Regions from separate parts of the Mus musculus genome. Here regions 2 and 3 are each linked to region 1. The links are chromatin contacts, called in public promoter capture Hi-C maps. All regions are on one chromosome and are shown on one strand. The core of a region is the stretch at or near the end of the contact, and the rest is flanking DNA. Distances in the headings are between cores, read along the strand shown.

Region 1 (2,673 bases), core at 118-2,617:
AGGGTGTACAAGATGGGTTAGCAGGCAAAGGTACTTGCCACCACGCCTGAATTCTGTCCCTAGCAGCATGACACTGGTTCCCCCCCCCCCGACACACACACAATAATTGTAAAAATAGATAAACACTTGAAACATTTTCATATGAAACATATTACACATGAGATCTAGGAATTATTTCGAAATAATCTGGGAAATGGGAGCATAAATGAAACAAGTTGGCAGTTCCAGGAGATTATTGAAACAGGAGTTCCTCACCTCACTGCCTTCTTGTTTTGTATTTTGAGGACAAGGTTTTATGTAACCCAGGCTGGCCTGAGACTAGCACTATACCTGGCCAGATGTTCTATTTCAGCATTTTAAATTTTCAGTAAAAAAAAAAAATCAGTATAAGCAAAGTAAAAACAAACAAACAAACAAAGAAAAAAACCAATGGAGAACTGTGAGAAGGCAGGCGGAGTGTACGGCACCACCAGAGACTGCTAGCCAGAACAGTAAAAACAGGCCCTGCAGATCACCAAGAAAACCGATAAATACACTAGAAACATGAGCAAAATAATTGAAAATGCAATCCTCAGAAAACTCAGTGGTCAAAAACATGGGAGAGATGCCCATTTTCATTGGTGATTAATAAAGATTCAGGTTTAAAAACCAATAGTTCATTTTACCCCAGCTGTGCCTAGAAGACCACAGTGGCAGTTGGGTGTATATCCTGGTGTGAGTAAGTGTGTGTGTAACTGTATATGTGTGCATGTGGGTATAACTGTGTGATAACTGTGCTGTATATGTATAACTATGTGTGAGATTAACTGTGAATATGTGCATAATAACCATATGTATGGATGAATGTATGTGTATAACTGTGTGTGAATATGTGAGATAACCATGTGTGTATAATTGTATGTTTGTGAGAGATAACTATGTGATAGAACTGTGTGTATAAGTGTATGTGTATAACTCTGTGTGTGTGTGTGTGTGTGTGTGTGTGTGTGTTAAGATCCTTTGAACTAAAACAAAGGAACTGATGAGTGAGTATTAGACACAATAAGTCATACATGACTTGTGTTAAAGGATAAGACAGGGCTTCCTAGGGAATCATGTAGCAACCTGAGATTTGAGGCGCCTGATCCAAATGTCTTTATAACTAAATGTTTCCATCTCAGAACCGATGTGAATAAAATGGACCACCAAAATGACACAGGGTTGGAGGAAAACTTTGTCCTGTTCTCTGCTGAGGTCATTCTATTGATGGCCTCTACCATGGAGCCCTCTGGGCAGCTCATTACACACAAACTGTCCCAAGGTGAGAAGGAGAGGGCGGAGGCAGCTGTTCTCATAAGTCTTTAAATGAAACCGAAATGAAAGTTCACTTCCTCATTGTGGATGCTTCATGTGACAAGCTCCGATTTCTTTTTAGAGTCATTTCAAGCAGCCTCCTGCTGCCAGGGACATCTTTGGAGTGAGCACCACACTTCAGGATGACCATGAGGGCTCCTGGCCACGCTGCCATGTATGTACTGTCTGCTTCTTTTGTTTTCTTCATATATGGCCTTAAACATGCTCTATCTTTTCATCAGTCAGGCCGCTGGGATTTTAAATCTTTGCTTTCAGGAAGTAAGCTGAAAACAAAAATCATGCCGCCCATTCGCCTCTTGTTTTTCTGATTAGGGAGAGTCTGTTTGAGAGATTCTTGTTGGCTTAACTGTGTGATAACTGTGTTGTATGTGGATGCGGTGAGATTTAAACCTGGGCTCCTGTGAAGCATGAGCTGAAGGCTCACACCATTTAAAAAATTCAGTTTCAGCCGAGGAGTGGCGCTTCACCCCTTTAATCCCAGCACTCCGAAGGCAGAGGCAGGCAGATCTCTGAGTTTGAGGCCAGCTACAGCCAGGGATACACAGAGAAACACTATCTCAAAAAACTAAAATAATAATAACAACAACAAAAACAATAATAATAAATCCAGTTTCAGGCAACTACTGAATTTCTGTTAAATATAGGAACGGAGCGGGCATCAGCTGTGTTTTTTAGAGGCTGGGCCTCACCTCTTAAATTTGGCGGCCTTAGAACTCGATATGAAGACCAGGCTGGCCTCAAACTTACAGTGCTCCTCCTGCCTCACCTCTGCCTCCTGAGTGCTGGGATCACAAGCGTGGGCCACCACACCTGGTGAGAAGCCTGTTTGGGGTATCTCCTCTGAAACAGATATTTGATTTGTTGGGGAGAAATGTGAAAAAGGAAAATAACCCAAGGGTGTACAAATCTAAGAGCTGGGTTGTCCTTTAGCTTCTCTGAAGGCGAGCACGGTTATTTGAGAGAGAAGGTTGAGCTGCTTGGTTGTTTGTATTACTTTGGTGTTCACGCTCAGGCCAAGGGTCTCACCCATACTAGACGAGTGTCAGACGTGGCGCTGCATCCCCAGCCTTCTCTGTGTTGCCTGGACAGGCCTGGAACTCCCTGTTGACAGTCCTCCTGCGTTGGCTTCTGAAGATGGGACTATAGGTATCCACCATTGTACCTGGCTTAGTTTTGAAATTAAATTTTAACCAATTTAAGAGAGGAGAGTAACTATACATATTAATGAGGTGCTATGTAGTGTTGCCATACACCCCCCACCCCACCCACCCACACACTATGTTGTGGTGATTTAATTTTTTTATTATTTTTGGTTTTTCG
Region 2 (2,673 bases), core at 70-2,569, 380 kb after region 1:
TGCTCTGAGCTGATTCTAATGCCTCTTTTTTCCTCTTTCCAAATTGTTTCTTCTCAGAAGAGATTTGTGACTCCTCATTTTCTTTTGGATCCCTTGGTCCCATCTTCCTCTCGCTTTCTAGATAATCCCCCCCCCCACCTCGTCCTTCCAATAAACTTTAATCCCTCACCTACTATGTGCTGGATACAGAATGGGGCCTGAGAAGCACAAAAACAGGGTGTAGAAACCAGGCATGGGGAGGCAGAGCCAAGCAGGTCTAACCTCAGCTACAGAGTGAGTTTGAGATAGGTCTGGCCACGTGAAACCTTGTCTCAAAAAAAAAAGTAAATAAAAATAAGCAATAACAACAAAAAAAGTTGTGGGAATCCTTCAGGCGTTCCAGAAACAACTTAGCTTGTTTTCTCCAACGTCTCCCCACCTCTCTCCTAATCCTGAAAGCCCTTTGTACACTATAAAGAGCTGAGCAAACGTTTAGTCGTGTTCCTTTCAGGGAAATGGACCAGCTGCCCCTGCCCCTTGGCAGGTAATGGAGTTATCCTTTGATCAGCAGAGGGTCGGGGTCTGAGTCGGGCAGGACTGCAGCACGTGTCCCTTCTCACCCCTGCTCTCCCTAACCAGCAGAGTGCGTAAACAAAGACGGGCAGGAGGGCTGCCCGGGACTAGGGCAGTGGGGAAAGAGTGGACTGGAGAACTGTAGCTGGCCGAGTGTCCTACACTCCTGAGCATTCACACACTGGCCTCTGGCTAGCTCTCCCTGTCGCAGAGATAGCAGTAATCGCTGGGTTAGAGAGGAAAAGGAAAAGAATGGAAGGATCTCCTCCATAGTCTTTCTCCCACCCCATGCCTCCCCCCCCTACCCCCCAGCCCCTAGGCTTCCCTTTCTGAAACCTCTCCTCCCCCACATAAGTACACATGGCTACGGGTGGACATTAGCACAGACCCAGTTGTACCTACCCCCATCTGCAGCCAGGATCCAAGTCACCTTTAACAGGAGAGCGAAGAACAACATATTATCCCCACAATGGGGTACAAGGGACCAGGAATTTGGGGTTTAGAAGAGAGAGGTGGAGAGGGAGGGAGAGAGAGGAGTTTCTGGCGTTCTATCTCTTTTCTTCTTGTCTCTGTCTCTGCAGACTTCCAGGGACTTGATTTTCCACAGGTTAACACGAACTTCTGGATCCCAGGATAAATTTCTTCCTCTCTCACTTTCTCTCTCTTCCTCTCTCTGCCCTCTCCGTATGTCCCTTCGTAATCTCCACACCACTTACTGGCCAGCAACTTCACAGTTGCCTCCCGCTTTTAAGGTGGCTCGAAACCGGTGTACGTGAGGAGGGGGGTGGTGCCTGGGCTGCAGCCGAGCAGCTCCTTAAATAGCGGATTAGGCATGCAGGATGGCCCAGCAGAGCCCAGCGCCCTGGCCTTGGCTCAGGACCCTGGAGTGAGCTCTTCCTTTGCTATTTACACTGCCGCTCGTACGGGTGTCCCCTGGAACTCTCGGTCAGGGAAGGGGGGTTTCGCACCTCTCCCTCCCAGGACACCGTGTTCTCATTCCCCTGCCTGAGGAGCACATCCCTGGGTGGTATGGGACTGCTGGTGGGGAACCTGTTTCTGAAACCAAGAGAAGTTGAGCTGGTTGGAACCAGAAAGAATTCAGATTCGGGAGATAGGAGAACAGAAGTTGGAGGCTCAGGGAGCAGGTGGGGAGTGGAAAGTCAAACTTTAAAATCTGGATTGTGGAGAGCAAGAAGTGGGGCGAGGAGAATATTTGTCTTCTGCCTCGTCTTTCTCTGGCGCCTGTCACCACCCCCTTCCCTTGGTGAGGCTTAGGTCCACGTGCCTGTGTAGCCTGGGGTGGGGGTGCGGTTTTGTTTGCCGGATAAAGCCCATTTGTGTGCACAGCGGGGGAGGGGTTGTCGCAGCACCAGGGAGAGACAGCATTCTAACTACCAGATCCAGCCACCTCCCTCCCCAGGGAGCCCAGATCTAGGGCGCCTTTTGTCACTGAAGAGGACACTGACCCCTAGCAGAGAGGCCGGGCAGGAGGAGTGATGGGTGACTGTAGAAACAATTACTGTCACCATGAGAAAAAGGCGGACTCCAAAGAAAGAGAGGGGAGGGGCCATAGAAAGGCCATGTGACCAGGTGGGTGAGGGGTCCAGGGGCTTCCCGCCCACCCAACAAAGGGTCCAGGCAGGTCCTGTGGGATCAAGTGAAACTTGCTGTGGTGGAACTGAGTTTGCTAGTGGAGCATGGAGGCTGCGTGGCGTCTCAGGAATGTGGCTGGTGTGCGCTCCCCCACGGGACTAGAAATCCCGATCGGAATGTACATCCTAAGTCCCTCATTAGTGAGTGTGAAGACCACAGATAATTTCAAGCTAGATGGTGAAATCTCTCCTCCATAACCTCTGTGAGGTCTTTCTGCCCTCCTTACTCCTATCAAGTAGCAATAAATAGCCAAAACAAAGGAGCAGAAGCCAAACAAGGGCACGGGATAAAAGCCAAATGAACAGAATAATGCATGTGCCAGGTCATCACTCCTGCGGAGACAGGAGCTCAGAGTGCTTTTCTGTCCCACGACTGAGCTTCAGAGTAAGGACTTTTTAAAAATATATATATATATTTAAAATACACACACACACACACACACACACACACACACACACACACAACGTT
Region 3 (2,673 bases), core at 117-2,616, 270 kb after region 1:
GTGCTCTTAAATAACAGAATACAGGACTTTCCTCCTTTTATTTGAGATAGAGTCTATGTAGCCCAGGCTGGTCTTAAATCATGCAATCAAGCACAGCCTTCAACTCCTGATCTTCCTTGCCTCCATTCCCTAGTGCTGTGCTCTGTAGATGGGGGCACACCTGGCTTCATAAAATACAGTAATGCTGGTGATATAAAACGGAAGCAGCTTTGTATCTTTCCCACTAACTCACTGCCTAGCTCCAATCTTATTGCTTTGGCTCCCTTGATGCCGATATTACAGCATGCACATCGAGTTTCATTACTTTCTTGGGTTTTTTTTTGTTTGTTTGTTTTGTTTTGTTTTTTAAAAAAATGGGGCCTCACCAACTCTCCGAAGCCAGCCTCAAACTCAGAAATCTACCTGCCTCTGCTAACACAAACGTCTCTTAATTATTCTAATGTCAACTATCCCTAATGTCACTTTTACCACAAATCCTTCCCTCTTTGCCACCCAGCCTAGGAAACTCCCTAGCTCACTTTTCTCCATTGTAGTTACCTTCCCGACTTACAAGTCAAGAGTGTTGGGCCTGCCTCTCTCTCAGTGGTAGAGCCTTTCTGTGCCCAGCATTACAATGCCCTGGGTTTAATCCCGTTACCCCACCTCATAACTCACAGAATATGACCCTAAGGAGAGAGAGAAAGAAAAGGAAAAGGAATCATGATTGCTGGGCAAGGGTTTTGTGCGCTGTGTATTCAGATACTGATGACTGTGCCCAGAGATCTGGTACCAGTCAGGATGGTGGCACTGTCAAGCATCTCCTGTCTCCACGTTGTGTAAAAACTGTTTTCCATCATCTGATTGGTTAATAAAGTGCTGATCAGCCAACAGCTGGGCAGGAAAGAATAAGGTGAGACTTCCAATCCCAAGGAGGTCTCTGGTGAGGATCAAAGAAAAAGATTCACCCTGAGATTGCCAGGGGAGTTTCCATGAGGACACAGATGAAGGCAGGTAACGGGACACATGGCAGGGAAGTAGGCCAGGAAGTCATGGGGGTTAGAACAGCTCAGAACCTGTTCAGCTTAGTGCCTGACGCTTTTAATACATATACCAGGTCTCCATGTCATTTACTTAGGAGATAAAAGGAGTAACAGAAAAGCCCCCTGAATGTACTTTACACAGGATTAGGGCAATCTTTCCTAAGTTAGCCAAGAGAAAATTAAAAGTTCACTCTTCTTTTTCTTTTCTCTTTTTGGAGACAGGATCATGTAGCATAGGTTGACTTCAAACTTATGAAGCCAGAAATGACCCTGAATTCCTCTGCCTCCACTTAAAGTTTAGAAACTGTGAAGTGCTGATTAAACAAATGGTTCTGAGAGGACTATTTACTCAGAAGGGGAGAATGAAGCCGAAGACACTTAAGTCCAATGCAGAAAAGGACAGCACACTAGGGAACTATAAAGGTGACATTTCCAATATGGAAGGCAAAGATATCAAGGCCAAGTTTCAAACAGCTCAACTTAAATAGTTTGAAGATTATAATTCTTTATTCTGAGATACTGTGCTTCTAATTCTAACAGTTTGTAAAACAGTAGTAATTAAACCAATGGTAGCATTTTATGGTCTTTGGTAAAATAAATTGACAAACTTAAGATCTTACACATTAGCCGGGCGGTGGTGGTGCACGCCTTTGATCCCAGCACTCGGGAGGCAGAGGCAGGAGGATTTCTGAGTTCGAGGCCAGCCTGGTCTACAGAGTGAGTTCCAGGACACAGCCAGGACTATACAGAGAAACCCTGTCTCGAAAAACCAAAAAAAAAAAAAAAAAGATTTTACACATTAAAAAAAGAAAAAAGAAAAACTATACTTGATGGGGAAGGTGGCTGATCAGGACTGGCCGGCAAGGTAGTCCTACTTAGATGACTGCCTACTGGCCAAGCAGCTGGCCACTGAGATCCTGTCTTTTACAAAGGAGTGAGGGGAGTCTCCTTAGCAATTAAGGCCTTGGGTTAGACTGTAGACACATACACAGTGGTTCACACCTCCAGTTCAAGAGGTTCTGATGTCATCTTCTGACCTCTGTGGGCATCACATGCACACACACACACACAAAGGCAAATAACTCAAACAAATACATTAAAATGAATCTAAAAAAACAAACCTAGGTTGTCAGTGTCCCAGGATCACCAAGGATGCTCTCTGGATGAAGACTACACAGTGCACCCATACATATGAACAGGCACACACAGAATTTTGTTGAGTACATCTGCAATCCTAGCACTAAAGTATCGAAGGCAGAGGAAATGCTAACAGTTTTTGACCAACATGGGCATAGGTCCTAGTCTCAAAATCAAACATACAAACGGTAGCTTGCCCACATGTTGCTAGGCCTTGTGTTCAATTCCTAGTGCCAGAGAGAGGGGGAGGGAGAGCTCTGAGCGTAAACAAGCAAGAAGCCTGGCTCAACAGGTGCCTCCAAGCCTGGTGACTGGAGTTCCACACAGTGAAAGGAGAGAATAAACCCCTGCAAGTTGTCCTCTCACCTCCACATACATGCCATAGCACAAGTGCACACAAGCACACATACACAAATAAGTAACTGTAGACATCCTGTGCCTAGCCCAGTCTGATAAGTGTAGTTCTTACCCTTCATCAATAAAGCATCTTTCAGCAACATAAGGAACTGTGGGTTGC

What was found. Promoter capture Hi-C pulls out the DNA fragments that hold promoters and counts their contacts.
Region 2: a contact with region 1 is called in a promoter capture Hi-C map of pre-B cells, with 5 times the contacts expected there. The contact joins the promoter of Car14 here to the promoter of Ctss in region 1. A contact is called at or near these places in 8 of 39 promoter capture datasets (cranial neural crest, embryonic stem cells, frontonasal cranial neural crest and 5 more), 1 of 15 datasets of contacts at CTCF or cohesin (the NIH/3T3 cell line), 7 of 484 Hi-C or Micro-C datasets (the G1E-ER4 cell line, cardiomyocytes, embryonic stem cells and 3 more), 6 of 115 datasets of contacts at active chromatin or transcription factors (bone marrow-derived dendritic cells, bone marrow-derived macrophages, craniofacial prominence and 3 more) and 2 of 9 other capture datasets (adipose tissue and embryonic stem cells).
Region 3: a promoter capture Hi-C map of cranial neural crest shows a contact between it and region 1. The contact joins the enhancer-like site here to the promoter of Ctss in region 1. A contact is called at or near these places in 15 of 39 promoter capture datasets (the 3T3-L1 cell line, the C10 cell line, the HPC-7 cell line and 11 more), 2 of 15 datasets of contacts at CTCF or cohesin (the NIH/3T3 cell line and embryonic stem cells), 3 of 484 Hi-C or Micro-C datasets (CD4 T cells, bone marrow-derived macrophages and embryonic stem cells), 34 of 115 datasets of contacts at active chromatin or transcription factors (the 230-238 cell line, the NIH/3T3 cell line, the SCID.adh cell line and 20 more) and 2 of 9 other capture datasets (adipose tissue and liver).

What each region holds. Positions count from the first base shown.
Region 1 is chr3:95,525,419-95,528,091 of GRCm38.p6, forward strand. It overlaps Ctss (cathepsin S), which reads left to right and starts at 1,368. Exons shown (of 8, transcript NM_021281.3): 1 at 1,368-1,507. The coding sequence starts at 1,482.
Region 2 is chr3:95,903,366-95,906,038 of GRCm38.p6, forward strand. It overlaps Car14 (carbonic anhydrase 14), which reads right to left and starts at 1,320. Exons shown (of 11, transcript NM_011797.3): 1 at 955-1,320. The coding sequence starts at 1,009.
Region 3 is chr3:95,799,220-95,801,892 of GRCm38.p6, forward strand. The region is part of intron 1 of Rprd2 (regulation of nuclear pre-mRNA domain containing 2); the gene reads right to left. Among named protein-coding and RNA genes, the nearest start is that of Gm26361, 3.7 kb to the left of the region's middle. Within about 2 kb of position 1,367, at least 3 of the 459 cell types and tissues checked have an H3K27ac peak or open chromatin away from gene starts, as enhancers often do.